Linked DNA regions of Mus musculus: regions 1, 2, 3, 4 and 5 are each linked to region 6. A link is a contact called in public Hi-C and promoter capture Hi-C data. All regions are on one chromosome and are shown on one strand. The core of a region is the stretch at or near the end of the contact, and the rest is flanking DNA. Distances in the headings are between cores, read along the strand shown.

Region 1 (4,448 bases), core at 1,453-3,952, 330 kb after region 6:
TGGACCCCAGGAATCTTGTGTTGGGGGTAGATTCTGCTAGAGGCAGAGAGCTTGGTGATGTAGAAGTGGAAGCACAACGTGGAGGTGAGAATTTCCATCTGTGTGGTTCTTCTGAGCAGATCTCCTGTGTCCTACAGGGTACCTGGGATGGGCAGAGTATAGGAGACATGGGGTCTCAGCGATCTGATGTCAATCACAGCTAGTGTTATCCTGTTCTCTTTACTCTGGGCAAATGTCCCTCTTCCCGGAGCCTCAGTCTCCCTAACTGTAAGATGGAGGGTGATGACAGCATTTGGGATGAAATGGCATCATGGAGTACATTGTTGGACACTTACTCGGCTTTCTGCAGAGCTTCATCCATGATAAATCCTAGTAATAATGGTTGTTGTGTGTTGCCATGGGTTCTTTTGTGTAGTGACAGGACCAGGAGAGTAGAATTTCACAAAGGGGTAGGGCAGGCCCTGGCCAGGGCGCCAGGAGTCCAAGGGTTAAATCTCCATGGAAACAGGCATGCATTATTTACATAGCCTAATGAATAAAACATTTATGTGGTAGGCTAATAAATTCCCTCACACAAAGCAAAGTAAGCTATGATTTAAATATTGGCCTCTGCTGGCTGGCTGAGTTATGGGGGCTGCTCATGGGGGCTCTCTTGCTTTTATGCTTCCTTCTATTGGAGGGGGAAGGAGGAGTGTGCGGGGGAGGGGAGCAAAATCTTTTTAGTAAGTGGCTTTGGGGGTCCTTCTAAACTGCTACCCAGTGCTGGGGCTCTGTCCCTCCCAGCCTAAGGCTGTAGACCCCAAAGGGTGTCCCCAGAGTCAGGGCTGGGAAGCATGGATTGGGTGACAGGTGGAGCTGGTCCCTACCCAGGGGACCAGCTTTTATATAGGACAGAGGTGGGGCAGCTTGCTAGGGTCTTCTGAAGCAATGGATCACATCTGTGGGACTCAAGGGCATTAAAGTTGGGTGTTGGGTAGTGAAGGGGCAGATGCGCCTGACAGAGCGAGAGAGATGAGGAGAGAGATGAGGGGAGGGCAGGAACAAATAGGGATGCTGAATTCCGTAGGAGAGTGACAGAGCCTCAGGGAGAGAGGAGTGGCTCCCCCCCTGACTTCTGCCTGCCCAAGGCTGTTCCTTGCCTGGGGTCTAGCTCACCATGTCCTCTCTCAGCCTTCTGCTTCTGTACATCTCTCTTCTTAAGGCTGATAAGCCCCATTTTTGCTCTTTCCCTCCTTTCCTCTACCCTTCCTATATTTGCCCAGGTTAGACTCCCTCTCTTCCTCTGTCTCTGCATCTCTGCTTATCTCTCTTGCTGTCCATCACCCTTCAGGGTCAGGTTCCCTCTGTTCATTCACAGCATTTGGATTCCCTGCTGGGCTTCTGAGGAAGAGGGAAGGACCTCCTTTGGGCCTAGGGACCTTGACTGTTTGGGGTATATTGAGGGTTGCAGGTACCTTGGGAAAAGGTATGTACCATGACATCCCTGGGTCCCTTTGGCCTTCTCAGAATTGCCTTTGGAGGAATGGAAGCCACAAAGTAGAGTGTGGCCTTGGATCTGGGGGACCTTTAAAGGGGATCACAGCCCTCAATGGGTACTTCATGGGGATGTAGGTCATGCCTGCAGTGTGGGGAAACAGGAAGGCAATGGTCCTATCAGACAACTCCGTGTAGAACCCACTTCCGCTGTTAGAGTCCTAGACACGGAGTTCTGGGTTTCTGAAGATGGCAGAAATTGTCCCACTGGGACAATAATCTGAGGCTATGTAGCTTTTCTGTGTGGCATCTGTAAGTGCTGTAACACCCACAGGGCACTGTGCTCTCATGTCCAGTCCCTATCCTGGGATGACAGACAGCAAGGTGGCAGGCAACAGTGTCTCTCCTTCTGCAGCTTTCAAAGGTTCTGGCTTGAGCTTGCCCAACACTGGTGGTCTTGGGTGGCCCTGGCTTCTCCCATGCCAGCATTCTTTCAGAACTTCTGGATCTGTGTTCTGACCTCATACCTGCCACTGTCTTTGAGTTACAGCTGCCACAGAGCAGCCCAGACTCAGGGGAGGAGGAAAAATAGGTTCCACCCTGTTAGAAAAATGGCAAGCAGGATTAGTGGGAGTCAGGGGGCTCAAAAGGCAGCATTTTGGGGGCAAAGGACCCCCTTCCATACAGTGTCTTGGTGGAAGCAAAGCCCCTCTTCTTCTGCACAGGCAGGGTGGAATTGTGGGCTCTCAGATTAGAACCTCTGAGGTTCAAGTTTTAGTCAGCTCTCACCAGTTGTGGTCCCCAGAGAAAGATCTTGGGACTTGGTGCTGTTCCCACCCCTGTGAACTGGGGTTCATGGTAGCTGGAACCTGTGGTGCTGTTCGGAAGGTCTTGCCAGTTGGCATATATAGATTACCATCTCCAGTGTTAGTGTCTCTTCTCCCTTCTCTTCCCCAGCTGTGGCGTGACTTTTTCCCCAGAGGCATGTGAACAGGCACCTGTTTATCTCAGACAGAACACCAACTACAGACCGAGTACAAGCTTTCACTAGTGTCCAGCTCAGAGAACCAGTGAATCTGCTGGCCCAGTTTGTAGGAGCCTCGGTGGCAGAGACAGCATCCTCACTTAGCCCACACCCTCCCTAGCATGAGAAAGCTGCCTCCAGCTCTGGCATGGAACCTGCCCCAGACAAGCCTAGGATGTTGTCTTTCCAGGAAGCAAAGACATGGTGAAACTTCAAAGGGGAAGTGGAACTCACAGGGAGACAAGCTCACTGTCACAGTGGCGGTGGGTGACACACTACCAAACTCACAATTCATAGTGACATGAAACAAGCCAGCCCAGACCAGAAAAACCAAGCAATGCCCACAGGGCAGCTCGGAAGATGTTGGTGGGGTGTGGAGTTATCTTTTAAAAGAAAAGTAAAGCAAGGAAGAAGGAAGAAAATGCCCACTGTGGCCCTAACACAGAGATGTTACCTTTCTCCGTGGAGATGTGTTCTGTTCTGCCTGATAAGGGAGGGGGTAAGACTGTGAATGTGTTTCCCAAATTCCAGCGAAATAAAGGTTCTTAGCAGTGAGCTGTGTTCACTGCAAACACACAAGAAGAAATAAGTGCTCTCTCTCTCTCTCTCTCTCTCTCTCTCTCTCTCTCTCTCTCTCTCTCTCTCTCTCTGTGTATGTGTGTGTGCGCATGTGCATGTGTGTGCATGCGCCTGTAGAAGCCAGTTATCAACATAGGGCATCTCCTGCTCCATCCTTGTGCGCCTCACTTTTCACTGAGCCTGGAACTCACTGGTCCACCAGAGATGGCTGGCCAGTAATCTCCAGGATCTTCCAGTCGCTCTGCCCTGCCCCAATAGCTCTAGAATTACAGACATTTACCACCATTCCTGGGGCCCAAATTCAGACCCCCATACTGTACAGCAGACAGGTTACTAACAGAGCCATCACTCCTGCCCATAATATACCTTGTGATGGAAGAATGCCGTGACACTTGTGGACTAGTGTGGATAGGAAAATTATTAAAATGGTCAAGCCTCTATATCAATTGCCATCTTACAGGAAATCCAGAGCAGAAGAGCATAGTATGAAAATGGCATAGATAAAATTAGAAAGATCCATCTATTCTTGATAGGTGTACATACATACACATATGTGTAGATATGTATATATTCATATACACCCATATGTACATATACATATACATACATATATACACGTATATATACACACATATATATGTATGTATCTGTATATCAGGCTGAATTAATAAATCCTTTTGTCTCAGCTTCCTAAGTGCTAGGATAACATCCGGATCTATAATTTGCTTTATGTGTGATAAGTGCATTTGATAATTAAATAATTTTTAAAAATCCAGAAGAAGTCAGATGTGATGGCACCTGTAAGTCAAGTGTGATGACACCTGTAACCTCAGCATTGGAGAGGCAGAGGCTGGCGGATCTCTATGAGTTCTAGGCCAGCCTGGTTTATGTGCTAAGTTTCAGACCAGCATTATTCAGTAAGACCCTGTTTCAGAAACAAAAACTGTAACAGAGGCATGGCTGAAATAGCCAATGAGCTGGTAGGAGGCTGGGTGTTTGATTCAGAGTTATGTAGGAATTGGAGGGGGAATTACCTGGAGAGTAAGACTGAAGATCCTCAGAGCTGGTGACAGGGCTCATGGCCAACCCTGGGGAGTCCTCTGCTTTCTTGTTATTTGCGGTAGTAACACCTTTTCTCTTTCTTCCCTCCTTCCCTCCTTCCCTCCTTCCCTTTTTTCTTTTTTCTTTTTGGTTTGTGTTATAGTGTAAGTGTGTGTGTGTGTGTGTGTGTGTGTGTGTGTGTGTGTGTGCGTGTGCACAGGTATGCACACATGCAGATGGAGGTCAGAGGTCAGCATCAGGCATCTTCCTCAATCCCTCTCCAGTTTAGTTTTTGAAACAAGGTCTCTTATTGGAGCCAGCTCGTAGATTT
Region 2 (4,603 bases), core at 1,083-3,582, 490 kb after region 6:
GCCCCCTAGATGATGCTGTCAGTCACTCTTGCCCCAGTCCTGTAAAGTCAATGTTAACCCCACAAACTATTTTTGGCCAATGAAATGTGACTGGAAGTGGCATGTCTCAGTAAATGGCGACTGTGAGAGCCAGGCTGTGCTTGCCACATCCCTTTTCCTATTGAAACAACATGTTCCAGACCCCCCACCCCCACCCCCCAAAATAAGTTCTGGTATGGATCCTGGAAGAAAAACAAAGCGACAAAGCTCAGGCTGCCAAGCTTAGCTCACTCTGAACACAGAGCACAAGGGAGACATAGACGTTGGCGTTGCGAGTCCCTGGAACTTTGGCAGTCTTTGTTCCTACGGCTCAGCCTGGCTGATCCTGACTGGTAAGAGGGCCGGCAAACAGCTGAGCACACAGGCCGACTGTGAATAATGCCCCAATTGTTCCTTTCCCCTGCTTTGAAAGCCAAAGAACCGAACTGAATGGCGGAAGAAAAAGCAAAAACCCAGGAGCATTTGGTTGGTGAAGAATTCGATGAAAACTGTGGTCCATCAGGTAAAGGCGCTTGCTGCCAAGCCTGAGAACCTGAGTTCGATCCCTGGGACTTATGTGACAGAAGAAGAGCACTGACTCTCTCAAGTTGTCCTCTGACCTCTCCACCATGCTTCATGGTGTATATGCTCACAAATATGCACAAGTAGTGTAATATATATATATATATATATATTAATTAAAGAATCCAATAAAACTGAAATGTGAGAAAGCAGTTGACGATACATGAAAAACAGAAGGGCTTGGAACGGAAGCTGTGTGCCTGGCCTCACCAGCACTGAAGTACTACTCCTGGCTCCCCACTGAAAGACAGATGCCTTCCTTCTCCCTCTCAGCATCTGCTCCCCGCGTCTGCCCCCACTGCCCCTCAAGCTGATGTCTTGAGGAGGGAGTCAGAAAAGCTCCCCGGTCCCCAGGGCTTGTGTTCCTGACAGTTTAACTTGGCCCACCACGTCACAGCTGAAACCAGCAGGACCCAAGGCAAGCAGAGTAAAAGAAGCAGTTGATAGATGTGCTCGGCTACCATGTAAAACTTCAGTGTGACAAGACACACCATAAACAAGCTAGAAACAGCTATCTCCAGGGAGAAAATATTTGCAATTTATATTGCAGATAAGGGATTAGCATCCAGAATATATAAAGAATTCTAACAAATCAATAAGAAAAAGACAAATGGCCCAATAGAACACCCAGCAAATGATAAAAAAAGAAAAAGTCGATTTATAGAAAAGGAAGTTCAAATGGCCAATAAACTTGAAGAATGTTCATTTTCAGTAGCAATCAAGGGACTAAACCATTAAGCTACCACGAAACATATTTTACTCGTCAGCTTGGTTTTAAAAAAATTAAGGTTTGACATTAAATGTTCGTGAGGGTGCACAGAAGTAGGGACTCTCAAATACTATTGGCAATAATGCAAATCCATACAACAAATTTGAAGGACAAAATAAATAAATAAAAATCAAATTGCCAATCTCTTTTCTAGAGAGGGCATTTGCATGGGGGCCCCTATGAGGGTGCTGTCCATAGAGAGAAAGCCTGGGACTGGCGAGGCAACTCAGTGGCCCCAGGGTTCTTGTGGTCATGCTAGGGGACCTGGTTGGGTCCCAGCATCAAATGGCTCATCAAGTGTTAACTGCAGTTCCAGGGAATCCAGTGCCCTCTTCTGGCCTCTGTGGACACACACACATCACAAACACACATGCAAACATACACAAGAATAAAAACTACCTTTACATTTCCTTTTGTAATTCATAATAAACAGAGAATGAAACCCTAAATATCCACTAATCGGGGATACATCGAATAAGCCAAAATAGACGTGGGCTGCCATTTAGGAGACCAAAGCAAGTCTCTTGAGTTCTTAGGCAGAGGTGCTGTTGAGCCGATGAGACAGGAAGTAAAACAGAGGCTGAACAGGGTGTCTGGCAGGGCACCTCCAGAGGAAACATTGCCTGCTCTGCAAACGTGAGGGTCTGTGTTTGGATCCCTGAAAGTGAGGATTTGCTTTCTTCTGAAACACAGAAGTGTTACGTGAGTGTGTTTTCGTTTTGATACCAGATGTGAGCTATGGGGCTGCTTCAGATTGTCCACAGCCACGAACTATGAGTTGTCTCATGCTCTGGCAGAGGTGTGATTTTGCCAGCTGAAGACTGTTTATGTTTGGAATCCTGGGGACCCTTGAGAGGTTATAAAAGTGCCAGAGTCCTAAGAGACACTGTGGTGGTGGCTGTCAGTGCTGGTTCCTGCTAATGCTGCTGCTGCTGCTGCTGCTGCTGCTGCTATTGCTGGCTGTTGGCTGGAGATCCCCTGCCAGGTGAATATTGGATTTGCTCCAAGAAACTAGATGCCCCTAATCAGTAGGAGGTAGTCTAAAGAGATCTATACCCCTTCCTCTCCCATCCCCCATAACCTTCTTTCTTGCCTACCTAGTGTTGGAGGGTTGGAAGGGATCAGGGTAGAGAAGGGTGGTAGATATAAGAACCCAATAAAGTAGCCAAAAAGTACTGTTGCAGATCCCCAGCACCGGTGTAAAGCTGGGAGTGGTGGCACATGCCTGTAACCTCAGTGCTCGTGTCAAGACAGGAAACAGGATGACTTCACTGGCCAGCTACATTAGCCAACCAATGAAGACCAGCTTCAGTGACCTCGCCTCAGAAAAAGAAGGTGGAAAGAGAGAGATCAAACACTGGCCTCTACATACAACCCACATGTGCATGTGAACCCAGAGGTACACACACACACACACACACACATACACACACACATTCACACACACACACACCACACACATAAACACACACATTCACACACACACATACAAACATACACACATACATACACACACACATAAACACACACATACACGCACATAAACAAACACATACACACACACATAAACACACACATAAACACACCACACACACATTCACACACACATACACACACACACACCACACACACATTCACACACATACACACACACATACACCACACACACATTCATACACACATTCACACGCACATTCACACACATATAAACATACACACACATACACATGCATCCACACACACACATACATACACACACACATAAACACACACACACACATACACACCCATTCACACACACCATACACATTCACATACACACATACACACACACACATACATACATACATACATACATACACACACACACACACACTTTATAGGTAGTGTGATGGTTTGAATACACTTGGCCTATAGAGAGTTGTATTGCTAGGAGGTATGGACTTGTTGGAGGAAGTGTGTCACTGTGGCAGTGGGCTTTGGAGATCTCCTGTGCTCAGGCTCCACCCATTGAGGAAGAGAACCTCCTCCTAGCTGCCTGAGGAACTCAGTCTTCTGTTTGCCTTCAGAACAAGATGTAGAACTCTCAGCTATTTCTGTGCCACGCCTGCCTGCATGCTGCCATGCTTCCTGCTGTGATGATAATGGACTGAACCTCAGAACCTGTAAGCCAGCCCCAACTAAATGTCATTTATAAGAGGTGGGTTGGTCATGGTGTCTCTTCACTCCAAAGGAACACTAAGCTAGGTAGGGACAAGAGAGATAGTCAGAAACCATATATTTATGTTAAAAAAATACTTAAAAAGACAATTCAAATGGAAATAAGACTGATTTCAACATGAAATCATTGATATGTCTCCAAACAAAGGATTTATTTGGGAATATACAAAGAATATTACATTGAACATACTTGGAACATACATATCAAATCAGGGTGCCTGCTGGTATGTCCAAAGAACAAAAGAACAGGCTGGGATTGGGGTTGGGCATAGTGGCACAGTCTGCAATCTCAGCAACTAGGAGACAGAGGTGGGAGTGGTCAGTAGTTCAAGGCCAGCCTGGTACATAGTAAGCCTGAGGCCAGCCTGGGCTACATGAGACTCCGTCTTAGAATAAGCAGGCAAGCAAACAGGTAAATCAGAGAGGTTGGGGGTTTATTGGGAAAGAGAACAGCGTCATGGGTTGTTTAGATGCTGATGCTGGGAGCTGGTAAACTCTGGAGTGACAGCAGCTGCCGGGGAAGCCTGTGGGCTATGGTGATGACTTGTGTGTTTCACACTGTCAGCATTGGAGAGTGTTCGTACAGATTCAGCTAGCTGTCCCTGCACTCCCAGCTCTCCTCCTGTGGTTGTTGTAGTAAGTTGAGGTTTGGAAAGTTGTCCTGTGGTCATTGCTGCCATCTGTGACCCCTGTGTGACAGATCTTCCTTTGTGGCTCTTAACAGCTATGTTTGCCAAGTCTGATATGAGTGCCTCTGCTTTGTTTTTGTTTGTTTGTTGAGAAACTATAATGCAGATACCTTTATTTTTTTTAATTTATTTATTCACTTTACATTCCAATGTCAGCCCCACCTCTCCTCCCAGTAATCCCTCATGCAGATCCTTCCCCATTCCTCCCCCCTCTTGTCCTTTGAGAAAGGGGAGGCCCCCTGTAGGTATTATACCCACCCTGACCCTGGCGAATCAAGTCACTGCAGGACTAGGGGCATCCTCTCCCACTGAGGCCAGACAAGGC
Region 3 (4,403 bases), core at 1,641-4,140, 350 kb before region 6:
CTGGCTGTTCTGGAACTCTCTGTGTAGACCAGGCTGGCTTCAAACTCACAGAGATCCGCCTGCCTCTGCCTCCGGAGTGCCACCAAGCTAAGTGGCTGCAGCTGCTGCTTTATCATCATCTCCTTTCTCCTCCTCCTTCTCCTCCTCCTCCTCATTTTTTAGACTTATTTATTTATTTTATGTATGTGATACACTGTAGCTGTCTTCATACACACCAGAAGAGGGCATCAGATTCCATTACAGATGGTTGTGAGCCACCATGTGGTTGCTGGGAATTGAACTCAGGACCTCTGGAAGAACAGCCACTGTTCTTAGGTGCTGAATCATCTCTCCTGTCCTCCTCCTCTTCCTCTCCCTCCTTCTCCTCCTCCTTCTCCTCCTTCTCTCCTTCTCCTCCTTCTCTCCTTCTGGCTGGCCTGGAACTTGTTATGTAGACTAGGCTGGCCTTGAATTTACAAAGTTACTGCTTTAAATTTTTTTTTTTTTTGTAGTTTAACACATCTAATCAATAATGAAGTTTGGCAGATCACCCAATTTTTGTTTGTTTTGTTTTATCTTGCTTCTCTCAGACTGGTTAGATGTCCAAGAAAAGAAAGCAATCATTTCAAAAGTTTGAAGTCTGAGTTTGTCACTGGTGTGTGCTTTTGAAGCAGAGAGCTTTAATGAGCAGCACAGAATTGGGAGTCAGAACAGCTTACCTTTCATGAAGATCCAATAGGAATTGGCACTGCTGTGGTCAGTTGAGACAAGGTCTTGCTCTCCAGGCTAGGCTGGCGTCAAATTGTGATTCTCCTGTCTCAGCCTCCTAAACACTGACATTACCTGTATGTACCACCATGCCTAGCACGATTCAGTAAGAATTTGTGACTGTGCACAAATAATTGATATGCCTGTATAGTGTGGTTGGTGGAGTTGTGTATCAGAAAAAAAAATGCCTTTGGATAGAATTCATTGTTTTTATTTATTCATTCTTGAAACAGAGTCTCAGATACCCTATGCTTGCTTCAAACTCTCCATTTTCCTCTTTCCATGTTCCAAATGCTGCCATTACAGGTGTAAACCACCACACCCAAACAATAGTAAGGAAAAAATTATCACCATGACAAATTCTAGAAAGAGCATAGTTGCTCTCCCTACAGAGCAGCACTATTTGCTAAATTCTGATAATTTTTTTTCCCAAATTTATTTATTTTGACCATATATTTTGCTTTCCCACATGTAAAGTGTGTTGAGTGTAATAGCTACTTCACAGCCTACTATAACAAGAGTCATTGTGGTAGTGATTTGGGTTTCTGGTAAGAATGTTACATTCTTTGGGAATGCTGAATGGGAAGATTAAAAGCTGTCTGTCTAGGTCAGGCACTCCATCTGTAGGTGACAGACAGAACAGGGCTCAGGCCAGTGAACCGAACATTCCTGTTCTCGTTGTACTTACAATGCACAATCTACTTACTTCATAACTCTTAGCTTCTTTAGAACCCTTCCCTTTCTTTTTATTTATGTATATTCATTTATGTATTTACACATTTATACATTCACACAATTTATTTGTGTGTTTGTTTGTTTGTTTATGGGGGGCAAGTTTTTGCCACAGTGGTGGTCAGAAAATATTGCAGGAGTCATTTATCCTTCCTCCCCTATGTGGGGTGTTTGGTGTCAAACTCTGGTGGTTCGGTTTGGTGGCAAATGCCTTTACTTGAAGGTTTCCTTTTGTGTCTTTGAAAGCCTTTCTTCAAGCTGGGCAGTGGTGGCACAAGCCTTTAATCCCAGCACTTGGGAGGCAGAGGCAGGTGGATTTTGTGCTCTGGAGCTCTGGAGCCTTTGAACACAATCTTCTGTTCAAGGGGGTTTTCCCTTATGCAGTCTACAAATTTTATATCCTCCCCCTCTCTTTTTCTGGATTTTTTTTCTTTTTCTTTTTCTTTTTCTTTTCCTTTTTTTTTTTTTTTTTTTTTTTAAACAAGATTTCTCTGTGTAGCACTGTCCTGGAACTTGCTCTGTAGACTAGGCTAGCCTTGAGATCTGCCTGCCTGTTTTTGCCTCCGCCTGCCTGTTTTTGCCTCTTGAGTGCTGGGATCCTGACTCATCTACCTTGGAATCTAGTCACAGCCAAATCTCTTTTCCTTTCTTTCTTTTCTTCTTTGGCCTTTTGAGACAGGGGCTCTGTATAATCCTGGTTATCCTGGAACTCTGAGATTGGTCTGATTTTGCCTTCCAACTGCTGGGATTAAAGTCATGGGCCACAAAACTCAGCCTAGGTCTTGATTTCTTAATTCAATATGGTCTCTTTCTCTGGAATCTCATAACACTTTGTAATTCTTCATAGCACTTTGTAATTTAGTTTATTGTTACAAAACTCAATCTATGGGAGATACTCTCCACTTTATATTGTAAATTGTATCCACTTGCTTTTTCATCTGGTTGGTGCTTTGTACAATGTAACAGACCCGACTGATAATCTTTAATTGAACTCTGTTGAATGGCAACATGGTACCAAAGACATTTTACTTGATACCCACAATGCTATTGTAACAAAGTAGCAAATAGGAAGCAAATTGTGACAAAAGAATTTCCTTTTGAGGCAGGGTCTCAAAGGATAGCTCCCGCTGGTCTAGACATCCTGTGTAGCTCAGGCTGGTTTAAACTTTTGTCTAATTCTGAGACATTTGCTTCAGCCTCCCAAAGGTTTTAGATTACAGGTGAGAGCTACCATGCTAGTTCAATTCTGATGATTTTTAAAGGAGGTGTATGGAAGACGGGTGGAAAGCTGTCTGGGATCTGATTTATGTTTGAATAGTTGGGAAGATGAGTTTTCACTTCCCCCTCCCCCCACCTTGGGGGCGGAGCATGAGACTCGTGGTGTTGCAGGATATATTCATTGTCTTCAATATTTTAAAGGGCTGTCAAGTGGGAACCAATTCTCCTTGCTTCCAGGCAGAATAACTACCTGCAAAGGGAGGAAAGACAAGGGAAGCAGATTTCAGCTCAGCAGAAGGCAGAACTTTCTAACATTTAGAGCTGTGCAACAGAGAGGAGCAGGCTGTACTCCTGAGAGGTAGTGAGCTGATACTGGAACATCCGAAACAGAAGTGAGACGTGGAGGCCATTCCTGCTTGGGTGGGAGCTGCACCGATGACCTTTAAGGTATGTTCTAGCTCTAAGGTTTCTGGGACTGTTCACTTCTGCTAACTTGACGCGTCCTTTCATTTTTTTTTTTTTTTTGAAAAAACAAAACCGACCTAAGCCTATTTAATGTAACACAGTTTACAGTTTATTTAATGTAATGTTATTTTTAAATAACACAGTTACAATAAAAATCGACAAAACGAGAAGTGGGAAATTATATTTATAAGTTAAAAATGAAGATACCGTCCAATTGGCATAGCTTTTAAGTGAAAGGGGAAGAGCGAGAGAGAGAGAGAGAGAGAGAGAGAGAGAGAGAGAGAGAGAGAGAGGAGAGAGAGAGAGAGAGAGAGAGAGAGAGAGAGAGAGAGAGGCTGGCTATTGGATGATGTTCCGAGCAAGAGAGGAGTGTCATTTTTCTTCCACCCGTCTTCTCTAGCACCAGGTACACGGAGACGTGAGGGCGGAGGATCGGCGTACAGGTCCTGGCAAGGCGGTTCGCGACCGGGAGCGGAAGGGCGGCCGTGGTCCGGACCACCGATCCCAGGGGCCCCCGCGGCGCCGCGCACGCGCACTGCTGAGGGGGCAGCGCCGCCGCAGGAGGCAGGGAAACCGACTGGCGATCTGTGGCGGCGGCTGGGCGGCGGTGGCAGTTCGCAGCGAGGGCGACGGCTCCGAGGCCGAGAGGCAGTCCAGCGAGGACCTGGGCGCCGTCCTCCGCATGACCTCACCGGTGAGTGCGCGTCCCCGGCCGGTCCGCACCGCGTGCCCCGCCGTCTGGCCTAGCACCGCAGCCCGCGCCTGACGGCCGCCCCGCCCCGGGCCCCGGGCCTGCCCCGTGCCCGGCGTCGCTCGGGTGGGAAGCCGCGCGGCCGGGCCCCGCGAGAGGGGTGGCGGCGTGCGGGTTCCGGCAGCCTGCCTGAGGCGGCGGGGACACAGGGCGCATGGGGGGGATGGGGTGGGAGCGCGACGGGGCGGGAAGGGGCGCAGTAGCGCGGGTCGCCTCTGTGGGCGTCCGGGGCAGGTGGGCAGCCGAGCCCGGGAGGCCAGGAGCGGACCGAATGGCTTGGGAGCGCCGCCAGGGACGCGCCGGACGCTCCGGGCTGGGGACGCCGTGCACCCGCAAACGCGCGCCGGGCTTGGCGTCTGTGCACTTGCTGCTGGTGGTCTTGAAGTGTCCGTTCTGTCCATCTCTCTTCTTTCAATTGTCGACTTTTATTGACGGACAGAATTGTCACGGGTGCTGCCTGGATAGACCTCAGAAACGAGCGGGATCCAAG
Region 4 (4,964 bases), core at 1,043-3,542, 380 kb after region 6:
GCTAAAGCACAGGCAAGCAATCTCACTCTCTGCCTAGATCACAGGCCCGTTCTGGTTTTCACCTTTTCCTGAGTGCAGAGGAACTGGCTCCATCATGAGCCAAGGAGAACAAGGAGTAATTATGACACAAATTCTCAGGTGCAGTGCAGGTGGGGCACATCTTAGCTGCGTGCCAGAGCTTCAGTGTGCCCCGTGTTCTCAGCTGCGAGACCGAGGTGAGGTGCATCTCCCACTTCCAGGCCCGTGAGTGTGGACTGGAATGGTGCCCATCTGACTAATGCCAGAGTCCAGTCTTAGCCCATGAATTTGGTTTCCAATATTGCTTTCCAAGAGCTGGTAGGACAGGGAACAGCGTGTTTGAGGGCCAGGGCCAGGGACAAAGCAGCAGGGAGCTGGGAGGCTCCATTGTGAGCATCATGACCCTGGTGCCTGCATTGCTAGCCTGGCACCTGCATTGCTAGCCTGGCACCTGCATTGCTAGCCTGGCACCTGCATTGCTAGCCTGGTGCCTGCATTGCTAGCCTGGCACCTGCATTGCTAGCCTGGCGTCTGCATTGCTAGCCTGGTGCCTGCATTGCTAGCCTGGCGTCTGCATTGCTAGTGTTTTCTACCCCCAGTCTTAAGACTGGAAGCTTCCTGGAGGAAGGGCAGGTTGGCCATCTCTGTGCCAGCCACTCAGCATGTCTTGAGAGGAAGTTGTTTGTGACTCACTCAAAGGGCAAGGGGTACATGCCAAGGGAGTTGAAAGCTGGCACCTGTGTCAGGAAAGGACTGGGTCATCCTCTGAGAGGCGGGAATTCAAGATCATGATATCATCACTACTGAGTCTTGTTGTCATGCACAGCTGTGTGTGCACCGTCTCTAGACGCCCCCACATCTACTCCCTATGTTCACACTGACCCTCAGGCATAAGGACTGTGAGGAACTGCCCCCAGGTTACCTGGGGAGGGCATGGCAGCAAGGATTTGCCTTTGCTGTCTGTTCTGCTTGGCCCCAATGCCAAGGCTCCTTCTTTTCAATAGATCTTCCCAAGACCTGATTGGGGGTATAATGCCAACATGGCCTCCACCGGAGACTAAGCAAGTCTTCTGCTTTCCTTTATAAAAATATTCATATAGTAACAAAACGAGTAAGTAGGTCTTTGGGATGTCTAGACAGGGCCATGCCCAGGGGTCCTCAGACTTGGTGGACCATGAGCATAGCCATGAGTGTAGGGATGAAAGACCACGCTGTCCTGGATTGCTCCCCGCAGATGTCAGACTCTCTGGAGAGAAGCCACCTCTGTAAGTTTCAAGGCTCCCCCACTGAGGCTGGCTGTGTTCAAACTTTAGTGCTTGTTCTGGCTAGTTTTATTAAACCAGCTGGTTCGTTACTTTGGCACAAGCTAGAGACATTGGAAAGGAAGGAGCCTCAATTGAGAAAATGCCTCCATGAGGTTAGGATGTAGGCAAACCTGTAGTCAGTAATGTGGAGCATAAGCTAAATAAACCCTTCTTAATTAGTGATTGATGGGGGATGGGGTGCGGTGGGGAAGGCCCAGCTCATTGTGGGTGGTGCCATTCCTGGGCTGGTGATCCTGGGTTCTAGAAGAAAACGGGCTAAGCAAGCCAGTAAGCATCGTCTGCCCATGGTCTCTGCAATTAGCTCCTGTCTCCAGGTTCCAGCCCTGTTTGAGTTCCTGTCTTGACTCCCATCAGTGATGTATGATGTGGAGGCAGACCCTAAGTAAACCCTTTCCTCCCCAAGTTGGCTTGGTCATGGTAGTAAAGCATCTAAGACAGTAGTTTTCTTGCCTATCCTAAGGGTTCCATCCTCACGTCAGCTTAGAGCTGCTTCCCTCTGGATTTAATTAAAGTCCTGAGTCCCTGGGGTGCTGTGGCCCCTTTGGTACCAGACTGACCTCCTGCAGGCTCTCCTGAGCCTCTGTGCCTCTTAGTGCTTAGCCAAGTTTCTTTGGTCAACCATTGGACTAATGACTAGCCAGGCGTGGGCAGTCATGGAAGGCAAGATCTCAGCCCCGCCTAGGTTCGGAAGCCTGGCCAGAGAGGCACCAGTGCAGACATGGATTGGAATGCCAGGCCCCTTCTGAACCTCAAGCTTGCTGGAGAGGTGGGGTGACTTCATCTCTTGACTTCCCAGGCGGTTCCCTTAGCAACGGGGCCTCGCTTTGACAGCCGCCTTTGCAGACAGTCTGTTTTCCAGAGGGGGGCTCTTTACCCTACTGCCTTTCACTCATTAAGTGAGAGTCGCTGCAGGGGTGTGAAGCCCAGACTCCCTGCAGTCTCATAGAGCCAGAGCTGTACCCACAGCCCAGCCTATCCAGGCTGCCCCTGGAGCCAGCAGCCCACAGACTGATCCTGTCTCTACAGGTCTGTTGTCTGCCGCGCAACACACATCTTGTGGCTCCCACGGAACTGAAGCCGGCTTCTCTACCTTCACCCTCTGCCCCCTCCTTGCTTTTTCTACCTCCTGACTTCTCTCTTCCCACCAGCACACCTGCAATCCACCTGTCTTTCACACTCACATTAGCAGTTAAAGCGTCTGTGCTGACATTTGATGATCTTAATATAGGCCCTGGTGACAGAGGAACAAGAAGAGCACAGAGTTTGCGCATTGCTGGAGAGTAGACTCCTCCCCCCGAATCCCTGACTCCTCCCCACAGTCCCTGTCTGAGCTCAGAAATCTCCCCTTCCACATTGTGGGGAGGGCTTCAACAGGTCCCACAGACTGTGTGGCGTGTGATGGCTTTACCTCCTTCGTGTAGCCTTCTCCCTCCAGATGACCAAGAAGGATGATAATAAAACCTACCACCAGGGGTCAGGTTCATCGGGTGCCCCCTTTGTGCCCTACCCAGGGGGCATGTACCCCCAGGTTAGTGTTAGCATGCAGCTAGCAGTTACCCTACTTCACAGATTAGAAAAAGGAGCTTCGGACATACTTAAGGTTAGCTAACATGGTTAAAGGAGAGAGTACGACGGTGAGCTGAACACGTGCCATGCGTGGTTAGCTGGCCAGGAAGAGGGGTGGGTCACTGGGAAAGTAGGGGAGGGGCATCTTGAAGGACGCTGAGAGGGTGGAGACGGAAGGCAGAAATGGAGTCGCAGAGATGGTGAAGGAAAGTCACTACACTGGAGTGTCTCAAGAGGAGGGTGGAGTCAACGCTTCTGGGACTCAGAAGAACAGGGTCACGTGTCTGAGCAACACTGTTGGTGACCATGAAAGGCACAGTTGATGAAGGGGTAGAAGACACTAGATCTTCTAAGCAGTGGGCAAAGGTATTTACTGAGAGAACAGGGCCATCAGGGAGGCCATTCCCCTGGGAATTCTGGCCCTGGGGTACAGTAGGGAGAAACGGATACCTGAACCTCATGAACCGCTATTTGCTCGATCTGTAGGCAAAGAGCGTGTTGATGAGAGCCACCAGGACAGGACAGGGGCTCCAGTTTGGACTTGGTATGGTTGGGTGGGCCAGGAGAAAGTTCTACTACCTCTTACCCTCCAAAAGGAGGCAGGATGAAGCCCAATTGGAGGAGCTGTGACTTCAGCAGTCCCGGGAAAAGAGAGGGAGGGGTTGAGGAGCACAGAAGCTGTCCGAGTGTTTGTGACCTCTTCACCTCCTGGACACATACCCCAAGGAAAACAATTGAAAAGATGCAAAGTTTAATTTGGACACAGTTCAGCCCGTGGCTGGCTGGCGTCCATTGCTTTAGTCTGAGGTGGAGCAGGATATCGTGCCAAGTCTCTATGATAGAGGAGGCTGCTCACTTCATGGGGGCCAGCAAGCGCTGAGGGGATGGGGGGTGGGGGGTGGAGGGTGGGTTGCAAGGTCACAATATCATCTTCAAAGACTCACCCTTAATGACCTACTTCCTCCAAATAGACTCCACCTCCTAAAGGGTTCATCCACCTATCAATAGCGCCACCAGCTGGGGAACAGATGAACAACACCGGAACTCTGGGAATCCAGTTCAAATCTGACTGTATTGCCCGAGAGAAGAGTGTCAGGGAGGCAGGACTCAGAGGAATGCAGCTGCACCAGGTGATCTTGCCATCCTTTTGTAATGGCCACTATTCCACCCTTCCCCATTGAACAAGTAGAGTGGAGTGTGTCACAGGCGCTCTTAGAGCTACTGTGGAAGAGGTAATGCTCATTGCAACTGGTCCTCTGTGTGTGTGTGTGTGTGTGTGTGTGTGTGTGTGTGTGCGCGTGCACACATGTGTTTTCCAACTTTTCTTTTTGTTATTTTGTTTTTGTGTTCTTCCCTGAAGACCACCTCACATTGAGGCCACGTGTCTCTTTATAAATTCCACATCTAGTGACATCCCATCAGCAACTGAAGGCCTGCTGTGATGGGAGAATTTACACCACAGAAATTGCCCAGAGCCCCTTATCAGGGCTGCTTCCCCTGGGAAAACTGGTTGCTCAGTACTGCTCCTCATGTCTCAGAAAGCTTGCCTTGACTAATGCAGAAAGAAATATATACATATATTCTATTATCATATATATGTATGTAACATATATTCTATTACCATATATATGTATGTATGTATGTATGTATGTATATGATAAGATCAAAAGAAAGTAAAGGGGGCAATCACATTATGTGATTATTTACCTAGGAAATTTGAAAGAACAAGCAGGAACTATTACAATTAATCAGGAATTCAGTAAATGCTGACTTGAAAGAAATATTCAAAAAAATCAATGGCTTTGCTGTGTACTTACATTAATCACCCGGAATGTATGATGGGAAAAGATGACATTCACAATAGCCACAAAGACAGAAAATATCCAACAACAAGCTCAGTCATAAATGTGTGAGGCTAAAACTTCACATGAAAATGAGAATTGACTGCATAAAAGCACAGCCGGCTGGGCCGGTGGAAAAGAAGATTAAAAATTGTCAATTCCATTAAGATTAATCCATACATTTAATTCAGTTCCAATGAAATCCCAAATGTAT
Region 5 (4,861 bases), core at 2,209-4,708, 300 kb after region 6:
AAAGGTAATTCCCCCTTTCCTACCTTGAAATTCCTATCGATTTCCTCCCTAAATAGAAATTCCCATCGATCCCTTGTCTGCCCAGATTACTATCCTTGGCTGTTGCCTGCAGAGCTGCGTATCTTCCCGCTCCTTCCAAGGACCATAACTCTTCCCAAGGTGACCCTGCCACCACCCGCACCTCCCCAGCAGGGCTGAGAAGAGGACCCTCCTCTGCCCCAGGTGGCGATAAAGACATAAAGATGGCAAGATGCTTGGGACAGGCATGGGGAACCTGACTCTAAGACTCTTCGGCTCGTTGCTCAGGAGGGAGGAAGAGGACCAGCAGGTATAGCCTTGGCAAGAAGCAGACTCCCACAGGCTCCCAAGTGGGATCCTGGCAGCTGGGCCTCCTTGGAAGCTGTGATACTCTACGTTTGGTTGGGTTCCCCAGGACCTCTCAGGAGTGGGGAATTTATACCAGGTAAATTGGCATATGCTACAGATCAAGAGCCTGCTGGGGAGCGTGAACCAGCCCCTCCGCCTCCCCCATGTGCGCGCGCGCGCGCGCGCACACACTCGCTTCTCATGCTGTGGCGACTGGGCTGTCCCTTCCAGAAGCAACGTTGGCTCATCAGCCAACAGTCAGAGCCTCCTCTCCCCATAGCTCCGCCTCTGCACGTTCTTCTCAACACCCAGCCCTGCCCCACATCCATCATCAGTGCTCATGGGCCCTGTCAATCTTTTTCCCTTCTGCCCACCTCACTGTGGCGCTTCAGGGCCAGCTTAGTGGCTTAGTGGCTGGGTAGCTCAACAAGTCACTGACCACTTCTGGGGCCTTTGGTCTCCTATCTGGACAGTGGCTCTGAACAGTTCAAATTGTGTCAGGGCCACCTCCAAGCAGCTGGCTAAAAGCCTGGGCCACAGAGAGGTAAAGAGCCACGTCCAAGGTCACACAGCTATTCAGTCTTGACTGGGATTTGAATCTGTTTCCGTCCCTTTGAGGTTTGCCAGGCTGTTGACAGTGATGATGCTGCCTCTCTGCTCTATTTCCTTGAGCTGGGGTCTCTCACTGAACCTGGAGTTGAGCTGGGGGTCAGAAAATCCCAGAGATCCTATCTCCCTGCTCCCTCCCTCCAAGATGCTGCAAGTGGCTATACTGGCTTTGACTTGGGATCTGAACTCAGGGTCTCAAACTTGCACAGCAAGTGTTTAGCCTGCTGAACCATCTCCCAGCCCACCCACACCCCCTTTTAAAGGCAAGGTCTCATGTATCTCAGGTTGATCTGGAACTCTCCTGATCTCCTTGCCTCTACCTCCCCAAAGGTCTTGATGCCTTTTTTCAGAACTTGTGCGTGGGAAGGACCGAGGATGTTCTTGGGTGCTCTTCTTCGTCTTTCCATACCCCCAGAAGGCCACACCAGTAGCACAGCCACTGATACCTCAGCATGGCGAGGAGCTCTGACACTGGGCATTTCCTTCAGGGACCTCTGCAGTCTCTCCAGAGCCGCCAACCTTGTTCTCCCTGTCCCAATATTCTGTCTGATGTGGAGACATGTTTGTGCAGTGTAAACCTGATTATTTCCTTATTAGTGATTCACCATGCTTAATTCACTCTTCCCATTGATCCTGCTCCAAACGGAGGGACGATCCTGCCCCTCCCATTCCATCAGCCACTTTGATATAGTGGGGGACCCAGCCTCTCTGTTGGGGGACCTGGGTAGCCAAGTGGTGATTGGCTAGATTTGCTTAAAGTTCATTTGGGTATCTGATTGCAGGAGGGCAGGTGTGCTGGTTGGATTTTTGTCAACTTGACACAGCTAGGATCTTCTTGGAAGAGGGAACATCATTTTCGAAATGCCCCTGTTACAATGGTTTATGGCCAAGTCTGTGAGGTATCTTCTCAGGTAATGATTAATGGGGGAGGACCCAGCCCACTGTGGGTGGCACCATCCCTAGGCTGGTGGTCCTGGGTTCTGTAAGAAGGCAGACTGGACAAGCTATGGAGAGCAAGCCTCAGCTCCTGCCTCCAAGTTTCAGCTTTGGGTTCCCTTCATGGTAGACTGTTAACTATAAGATAAAATAAACCCATTTCCCCCCCAGGTTGCTTTTGGTCAAGACAGGCTATCATGTGGGTGGCAAAGGCCGAGGCACCCCTGAGGCCGGGCGTGTGGACATCAGTGTTTCATTTGACACACAGGTGACCCATGTGGTAGGGTCAAAGGCCACACTCCAAGTAGCCCAGTCCTGGCTCAGTGCACTTCCCTAACTAACAAAAGATGCTTCCGGCTTGGTGACGGTTGGTTCCTCTCTACCCTTTTTGTACGCAGACCCCATGCTATCAGGCAAGGCTCTGTCAGAGAACACACCCAGAGCCAGATCGGCATCTTTGTCCTCATGAGGGTCTCATCCTATTAAAGGAAGCAGACACTAAAACTCCGGGACAGGTCCACCCTGATGGTGTCAAACTCTGTGAAGAAAGTTTGTGTGTGAGGGGTTTCTTTAAGGAGGGTTCCTCTGGGCTGGGAAGCCGGACCAGGCTGCCAGCAGTCTTGACTCAACATTCTGAGGTAGAAGAGGTATAAAGGCCTCAGGCAGGTGTAGACAAGGCTGCACTGTGAAGTGCTAAGATCCTGCTTTCTGGAATCCGGCCTGGAGGGCTTCCTGACTTAGAAGCCGCCCCGAGTCCAGAGGAAGTGCGACTCTGTCTTTGCTTCCTCAGCTTCCTCCTCTTCCTCTTCTCCTCTGGGGCCACCATCCGCAAGCACCCAGGAGAACTGAAACATCCTCCCTAGGTCAGGGCGCCCTTCTCCCCGCACGTAACCCTGGACTGCCACGGAGGCAAAAAAACCCCTGTTCGTGGAGCCGCTGAAAGGTGCGGGCCTGTGAACAAAGCAGCCCGTTACACTTAGGCCCCAATAAAAACGCTTCTAAGGGCCTAATTAACAGTTTAGGTACATATAAAAACATAATGAGAAAAACAATCTGTTTGCAAAAAAGGGACGAAAGAAAAAGAAAAAAAAAATTAAAAGGCCAAATTGGCAGAGCCTGGCCTGCTGCTGGGCACGTGGCGTCTGCACAGCTCGAGTGGCCGGGAGGGCTGGCCTAATGGTCTCCTCACATGCCGATATTCCACCTCTGTATGTCTGAGCAATTTTCAACTTGGCAGGAAGGGAGCCGCGCGGAAATTTGCGTAAGCCTTGATAAATATTTTATGCAAATTAAAATTGAATTCTTTGCTTAGTTTAAGCAATTTCCCTGTAAGGAGTGTGTCGAGGAGAGAGATTACAACATTTGCCTGGTTTGTTTATAATTTAATTTTTTTTTTATGTTGCGGCTGGCAGAGGAGGAGATGGCAACACCTGTGAGTGTTTATAACGTCCCATCTCCTTCACAGCTGCTCCTATTCAAAACACCTCGCCGGCGTAATAATTTCATAAAATTTCATGATTTACCATCTGCTCGTGCCGGTTTGGGCTTCAGCAATAAGCCCGCGCGTGGCGCCCGGCCCAGAAAGGTACAATAACTGTATATTTTAACTTAATGGTTTTTTGGGGGGCATGCAAATTTCTGTGAGCAGATTGTGTTGAGGCCTGGGCTTGGAGCGGCCTCCCTGAGCCCCAGAAGCCCCCCGGAGCACCCCCGGCTCAGTGAAGGTTGCCCGTGTCAAAATCGAGATATCAAACACCGAGGCTGAAAGACAAGGTAGGAGGTGCGAGAGGATTATTTTCCTTTTAGCGTTTGATGTCTGTGCATTTGGGTAATTAAAATGATTACTACAACAATTAAAGCAAGTAATTAGAAACTAATTACACCAGCATTTTTTGTGATTACAGGAGCAGATGAAAATAGTGTTCAAAATTAAATTCATTGCATATTCATGGGAATGAAATTAAATACTGCTGGGTGGATGAGATAATCGGAGGAGAGGAGAGAGGAGAGGCATTCTGGGGATTCGGAGAACAGACTGCGGTTAATACTCCAAACAGACATTTGGTTAAATCAGTGATAATCTTTTAATGGCTTTAAAAGGGGCTAATATTTGGAAAGCAGTCAAAATTGCTGAGAGTTTCTGTTTTTCACTCACTCTGTGATAATACATACCAGCTGTAGCACAATGGAAAACATTTAATCATTAGCCACTCAAATGGAGGCGCAGGAGCCAGCGTCTCCCCGCCTCTCCTGGTGTCTCATGCACGACAATAAATTAAATTAAAGAATCTTAGCAGCTCTTTCTTCCCTCCCCCACCCCTCCTCCCTCTCCTCTTTCCCGGCTATTGACTACTTCCCAGCCACTGCCTTGCCACGACCATTTAATGAGATCCCGTAGATTAAATAGATTTTCTGTTTAACTCCACACTGGTGAGATAGCATGTCAACGACGGAATGGCTATTAACATTTAAATATTTCACAGAACAAAAAAAAATCGGAATATGAATTTTTCATTGTTGCGACGCTCCCCCTGCCCCTCCCCCTTTCTCTCCCTCTCTTTTTCACGGCTCTCTCTCTCTTTCTCTCCCTTTCTCTGCTAGACCTAATGAAACTAAAGTAATTAGAAAGATACAAGAAGAGGGCTTTCACCAGAGTGCAATTAAATTGAGCGGGGAGCCGTTATTTATATAGGCTGGTCACTCCGTAGCTGCGGCTATTTTCTCAGCCTGCTTGAGTCATAGATTATTACAAGAGATTAATAATGTAAATTTCACTGACTCGGCTGCTCTCCGAGCCTTGGCCTTCAGAAATTGATGGGCACGCCATCCATCACCTCCTCCGGCCCAGGCCTGTCCCTCTGCAGGGCTCACCAGCCTTGGCACCCCACCTTGAGCTCACCGACTCCCTATTCTGTTCTGCTTTGCCCCTGGGTCCCCACCTTCTCCTTTG
Region 6 (4,535 bases), core at 1,217-3,716:
TTTTTATGCTATGGAAGGTAATATGCTTTTTTTTTCTCTTTTTAAGATGTAGTTTTTTTGTTTTTGTTTTTGTTTTTTTTTTTACTTTATGTACATGGGTCTTTTTTGTGTATAAACACCACGTGTTTGCCTGGCATCCAGAGAGGCCAAAACATGGCATCAGATCTCCTGGAACTGGAGTTACAGATGGTTATGAGCTGCCATACAGGTGTTGGGAAGTGAACTAAGGATCTCTGGAAGAGCAGCCCATGCTCTTAACCACTGAGCCATTCACCATTGCCCAGGCTGGCTCGTGCAATCTGTGTAAGTACTCTGCTGCCTCAGCCTACCAAGCTGCTAAGACAGGCCTGCAGCACAGGCTCTGTCTACCTTTAGAGGACTGTCTGCACTCTCCACTTCAACATTTTTATTTTCCCTCTTTGACAGTTGCTTCAATATGTATTTGCATGAATGTCCTGGTATGAAAGAAGGCTCTGTCTCGTACCAGCTGTGTAACTATTCTGGGCCAACCTGAATTAAAATGATTAAATGAGGAAAAACTGAAGCTCAATTTACCTCACATTATGCTCATTCCCTTCACCAAGCGTCACCTCTCAAAAACTGACACGGCATACTACTTCCGAATCACAGAAAAACTCTCACACGTGTCCCTCTCACCGTAAGAACTGGCTGTACACAATGACTGAGTCTTACTTATTAAACTGCCATGCAGTGGCTGACCTATATCCATGCACAATGAATGCTTGCTAAGGGACTGTAAATAAGGGGCGCTTATAGGGTTTTCCGGAAGAAATCATTCCCAGGGGATGGAGAAATGGTTCAGCAATTAAGAACCAGCACTGCTCTTGTGCAGTACCCAAGTTCAGTTCCCAGCACCTACAATGTGCCGCTCACAGCACCAACGGCTCCAGTCCTAGGGGATCTGACACGCTCTTTGGCTCTTCTGACCACTGTAGGCAACTGCCCTCACATGTACACAAACAAATCCCACATGGACACACATACATATTTAAAATAATTCTTAAAAATGGGAGGGTCAATGAATCACTCATTCAAAGCTGGGATTGTCCTTAATTGGCTGAGTGAGACCACCATCAGTTGGACCATGGGAAGCATTAGCAATAGAAATCAAAACATAGGAAGTGTCTAGGCAGGACAGGGTGAGGAAAAAAAAAAGTTTATGTGAGAACAAATCAAAAATGATGTGAGATCCTACTTATCCAGAAGAAAGGCCCATAGCAGGGACTTTTAAAAGGTTAGCTGTTAAACACTAGCAGAGAGCCACAAGATTATAGAGGCGTCGCAGGCACTATTCACATTTAGTAGCAGAAGGCAGATATGAGCAAAGCTTAAAGGAAAGGGACACCTGGCATGCCCCTCCCTAGCGTCCAGTAAGCTTGAAGGGGTGTGACTGAAAAAGATGGGGGCAAATAGCATTGAGCAAGATTTGTCACTGCAGCTTGGGTGGCTCCTAAACATAGGAGTAACGCACTTTATTTCTGCCCTGGTGGTTGTGCACAATAGGGACCCATCCTTTCTGTGAGTCCTGCGAAGGCCGACCTCATCAACTGATGTGTCTGTACACGTTCCTGTTTACACCTGGGAAGGTTTTGAACTCGGCCCTTTGGGGGTTTGTAATAAACATGGTGCTTTGCACAGAGTTGGGAACAGTGACAGTTTCAAATACTGCGGTCATTCATTGGAAGCTGTAACAAATTGTGAGGTCCCTGTTTCATCTTAGAGCTTCTGGCTTGAGTTATACACTTCTTTAAACTATAATCTTTTCTTCTTCCCAACCCCCCCCCCACGGCCCCCGCAACTTCACCATTCCTTGTCACTCCCATAAACAGAAAAACGGACTCCAAGTTCCCCGCAGCGCTCTCGGGATATAAACAATCAGTGGGACCGTTTCAGGACTGCCCTGGCAATGCTTTGAAAAGTTGATTTCACAGGATGGAACTTGGGCACCGGACCTTGCAGAGTTCCGAGACCCGAAACCGCCAGAGCCAAGGACTGCCCCCTCCCCCGCCCCCGCACAACCAGGTCCAAAGTCTCTCCTCACCTAAGTCACACACCCAGCTGTCAGGCTCAGGAAGAGCAAGGAAACCGATGTTCCCAGGCCACCGAGCACAGCCCCAACGGGCGCCGCTGGGCAGCGACGGCAGCGGGGTGCTGAGAGGTCGGAGGGTCCCGCGGGCGAGGGGGCGACGGCTGGGGCAACCTTTACCTGAAGCTGCTCCCACACTACAGGCCGCCTCGCCCGGGACACGTCCCTGAGGGAGGTCCCGACTCCCCCACGCCTCCCGGCCCCTGCACCGAACCCAGCGCCTACGAAGTCCTCGGCAGTCCTACCGGCCCACTCGGCCCTGGCGCCCCGGGCACGCCCTCATGACCCCGCCGCCGCCGGCCGGCAACAGCAGCCCTGTTACCCAGAGCCGCGCCACGACCCGGAACCGTACCCCGCGTACCGGAAGTCCCCGATCTGCAAGACGCCTTTGGCTGGGGACGCAGTGCGCAAGCCCCAGAGCCAGGAACGAGAAGTCGCTGCCTCCCGGGGGCGGGACAAGGGGCGGGAACTGGTGGGTGGTTGCGCATGCGTGCTGCCCTTGGCCGTTTCTGGAGCAGGTTAACCAACTTCTGTTTACCTTCAAGTGTAAGGATCTCTGTAAGCTACGTCTTACTTTTACAGGGAAAAGTCTTCATCTTAACCGCCATATCAGAAAGAAGAGTTCACTGCAACTATTATTTGCTACATGGACATAGTATCAAACTGCTTTTTAAATTACTATCTAAACCCAGATTAGTGACGCTCTCACACCTAATCAGAGAAGTTTGGGTATTTTTTTGTTTTATTTTGTTTTGTTTTTTTACTGCAGTGGACAATGGTTAATACAGAAACTCTCACAAGTGGCCATGGTGCACAGATGAAATGTCCATCGAGTGCTCAGCCACAGTAGGACACTGTAATTGTAACTTATTCTCCTGTCGTTCTGTAGTAATTGTCGTCTGGAGGCTTACTATCTCAGTCTGCTAACCTAGACCTAGTCCTGGAATTTTTCAGCCTCCATTGAATCTAATCAAAGCCTAGAATGTTTTCAGCCTGAAATGTTTGCTGCTGAATACGATCATCCTTTCTAGTACTTTCTGATCTCGGACTGGCGATTCTGGCTCAAACTTTTCTCCAAGCTGACTGATTCAATCTGGCTCCACTCAGTTTCTGACAGAATTGCTCTGCTAGGCTTCATTCTAATTTAAGCAACCTGTTCTAATCCCCTGGTTCTTTTTCTTTGGCTCATTCTATCTTCACCTGTGTCTAGCTTGTTCTCTCTTCAACCTGTCTGTATCAAACTCTCCTTGTAAAACTGCCTCCTTCCCTCTTCTCTTGAGAGTTGGGTATATCCTATTCTGTCAAATCTTTTTCTGATGCATCACTTTGTCATTCAATTAGACATCACTTTCAAACATGGCTGCTTGCTTCCATTTACCAACTAACTTTACCTTCATTGTTTGCGATTAAAGGTGTGTACTAAGGGCACATCTGTATTCCAACCAGAGGGATTAAAGGTGTGAGCTAAGGGCTGAGCCACACCACAACTAAAAACAGGTTTTTTCAGTAACACAACCGTGGGGTTCACAGTGTGATCAAATACCCTGCAACAGGATACATAGCACCTTCACTGAAAGGCTCAGAGACCACCATTGAAATTGGGAACAGAAAGATTGTAACAGCCAGAGGCCCAGAAGAAACAATACCTTCTCTGCATTCATGAATTCACACTACCTCTGGTTACCTGTACAAGAAATGCACAAGATAGCCGGGCATGGTGGCACATGCCTTTAATCCCAGCACTCGGGAGGGAGAAGCAGATGGATTTCTGAGTTCAAGGCCAGCCTGGTCTACAAAGTGAGTTCCAGAACAGCCAGGGATATACAGAGAAACCCTGTCTCAAAACCCCAACCCCCCCCCCCAAAAAAAGAAACGCACAAGATGAAGCCAGTCAACATTCCAGAATGGAAGCAAGAGGAGCTCACAAGCCCAGTTCCTAGACGAGTTATGGACAATTGCTGGCTACTGGGGGAGGAAGAGTTGGTTTACCTTAAGGGCATGGCAGGTCAACCATCTCCAACGGATGGCGCCACACTCAAGAATTTATGGGCAACACAAACTGGGATCACATTTTTTGAGGAGGGGGACTAGTGAGAAACTTGGAAGAGGGCAGGAATGGCTCTGGGATGATTATTTGGGGTGGTGAGTGTGACCAGGATACTTTTTATGTATGGAGTGGTAAACTTACTTAAAAATATTTTTTTAAAAAGTCAAATACCAATCTAAATTTCTGTTAGTCTTCAGACACTAGACCTCTTCTCAATGTTTCCATTAGTAACAGCAGTGCCAACTTCTGAGTATTGTTATGAGACTCAAATAAGTTCACATATGATAAACACCAGCTCAGTGCTCAACATGGAGTAACACATGTGAATCAGCATGCTCCTTGCCCACTCATAGTGATGACAAGAACCATATTCAGGACTGG

Evidence for each region. Promoter capture Hi-C pulls out the DNA fragments that hold promoters and counts their contacts. A called contact is a pair of places that touch in the nucleus more often than the background predicts. Capture Hi-C pulls out chosen DNA fragments and counts their contacts.
Region 1: a promoter capture Hi-C map of cranial neural crest shows a contact between it and region 6, with 2.8 times the contacts expected there. The contact joins the enhancer-like site here to the promoter of Mapkap1 in region 6. A contact is called at or near these places in 4 of 39 promoter capture datasets (the C10 cell line, cranial neural crest, hippocampal neurons and 1 more), 1 of 115 datasets of contacts at active chromatin or transcription factors (large pre-B cells) and 1 of 9 other capture datasets (embryonic stem cells).
Region 2: a promoter capture Hi-C map of the HPC-7 cell line shows a contact between it and region 6, with 3 times the contacts expected there. The contact joins the enhancer-like site here to the promoter of Mapkap1 in region 6. A contact is called at or near these places in 5 of 39 promoter capture datasets (the HPC-7 cell line, frontonasal cranial neural crest, hematopoietic stem and progenitor cells and 2 more), 3 of 115 datasets of contacts at active chromatin or transcription factors (astrocytes, embryonic basal ganglia and embryonic limb bud) and 1 of 9 other capture datasets (liver).
Region 3: a Hi-C map of LSK cells shows a contact between it and region 6, with 5 times the contacts expected there. The contact joins the promoter of Gapvd1 here to the promoter of Mapkap1 in region 6. A contact is called at or near these places in 1 of 39 promoter capture datasets (embryonic stem cells), 2 of 484 Hi-C or Micro-C datasets (LSK cells and uterus), 2 of 115 datasets of contacts at active chromatin or transcription factors (astrocytes and effector CD8 T cells) and 1 of 9 other capture datasets (adipose tissue).
Region 4: a contact with region 6 is called in a promoter capture Hi-C map of hippocampal neurons, with 7 times the contacts expected there. The contact joins the enhancer-like site here to the promoter of Mapkap1 in region 6. A contact is called at or near these places in 7 of 39 promoter capture datasets (the 3T3-L1 cell line, hippocampal neurons, liver and 2 more), 1 of 484 Hi-C or Micro-C datasets (cerebral cortex), 6 of 115 datasets of contacts at active chromatin or transcription factors (the 230-238 cell line, astrocytes, embryonic basal ganglia and 3 more) and 2 of 9 other capture datasets (embryonic stem cells and pancreatic islet).
Region 5: a contact with region 6 is called in a promoter capture Hi-C map of pancreatic islet, with 3 times the contacts expected there. The contact joins the promoter of C230014O12Rik here to the promoter of Mapkap1 in region 6. A contact is called at or near these places in 1 of 39 promoter capture datasets (hippocampal neurons), 1 of 115 datasets of contacts at active chromatin or transcription factors (bone marrow-derived macrophages) and 1 of 9 other capture datasets (pancreatic islet).

What each region holds. Positions count from the first base shown.
Region 1 is chr2:34,074,800-34,079,247 of GRCm38.p6, reverse strand. The region is part of intron 1 of C230014O12Rik (RIKEN cDNA C230014O12 gene); the gene reads left to right. Among named protein-coding and RNA genes, the nearest start is that of C230014O12Rik, 31 kb to the left of the region's middle. Within about 2 kb of position 2,702, at least 20 of the 459 cell types and tissues checked have an H3K27ac peak or open chromatin away from gene starts, as enhancers often do.
Region 2 is chr2:33,912,555-33,917,157 of GRCm38.p6, reverse strand. No RefSeq gene overlaps it. Among named protein-coding and RNA genes, the nearest start is that of Gm39792, 6.5 kb to the right of the region's middle. Within about 2 kb of position 2,332, at least 28 of the 459 cell types and tissues checked have an H3K27ac peak or open chromatin away from gene starts, as enhancers often do. A contact at or near this core is called in the HPC-7 cell line and hematopoietic stem and progenitor cells, where this site is marked.
Region 3 is chr2:34,753,719-34,758,121 of GRCm38.p6, reverse strand. Gapvd1 (GTPase activating protein and VPS9 domains 1) reads left to right here and starts at 2,890. Exons shown (of 27, transcript NM_001356441.1): 1 at 2,890-3,144; 2 at 3,563-3,856.
Region 4 is chr2:34,024,874-34,029,837 of GRCm38.p6, reverse strand. C230014O12Rik (RIKEN cDNA C230014O12 gene) reads left to right here. Exons shown (of 4, transcript NR_130173.1): 3 at 3,881-4,039. Among named protein-coding and RNA genes, the nearest start is that of Gm39793, 65 kb to the right of the region's middle. Within about 2 kb of position 2,292, at least 40 of the 459 cell types and tissues checked have an H3K27ac peak or open chromatin away from gene starts, as enhancers often do. A contact at or near this core is called in cerebral cortex and hippocampal neurons, where this site is marked.
Region 5 is chr2:34,106,332-34,111,192 of GRCm38.p6, reverse strand. C230014O12Rik (RIKEN cDNA C230014O12 gene) reads left to right here and starts at 3,458. Exons shown (of 4, transcript NR_130173.1): 1 at 3,458-3,684.
Region 6 is chr2:34,404,782-34,409,316 of GRCm38.p6, reverse strand. It overlaps Mapkap1 (mitogen-activated protein kinase associated protein 1), which reads right to left and starts at 2,466. Exons shown (of 12, transcript NM_177345.4): 1 at 2,063-2,466.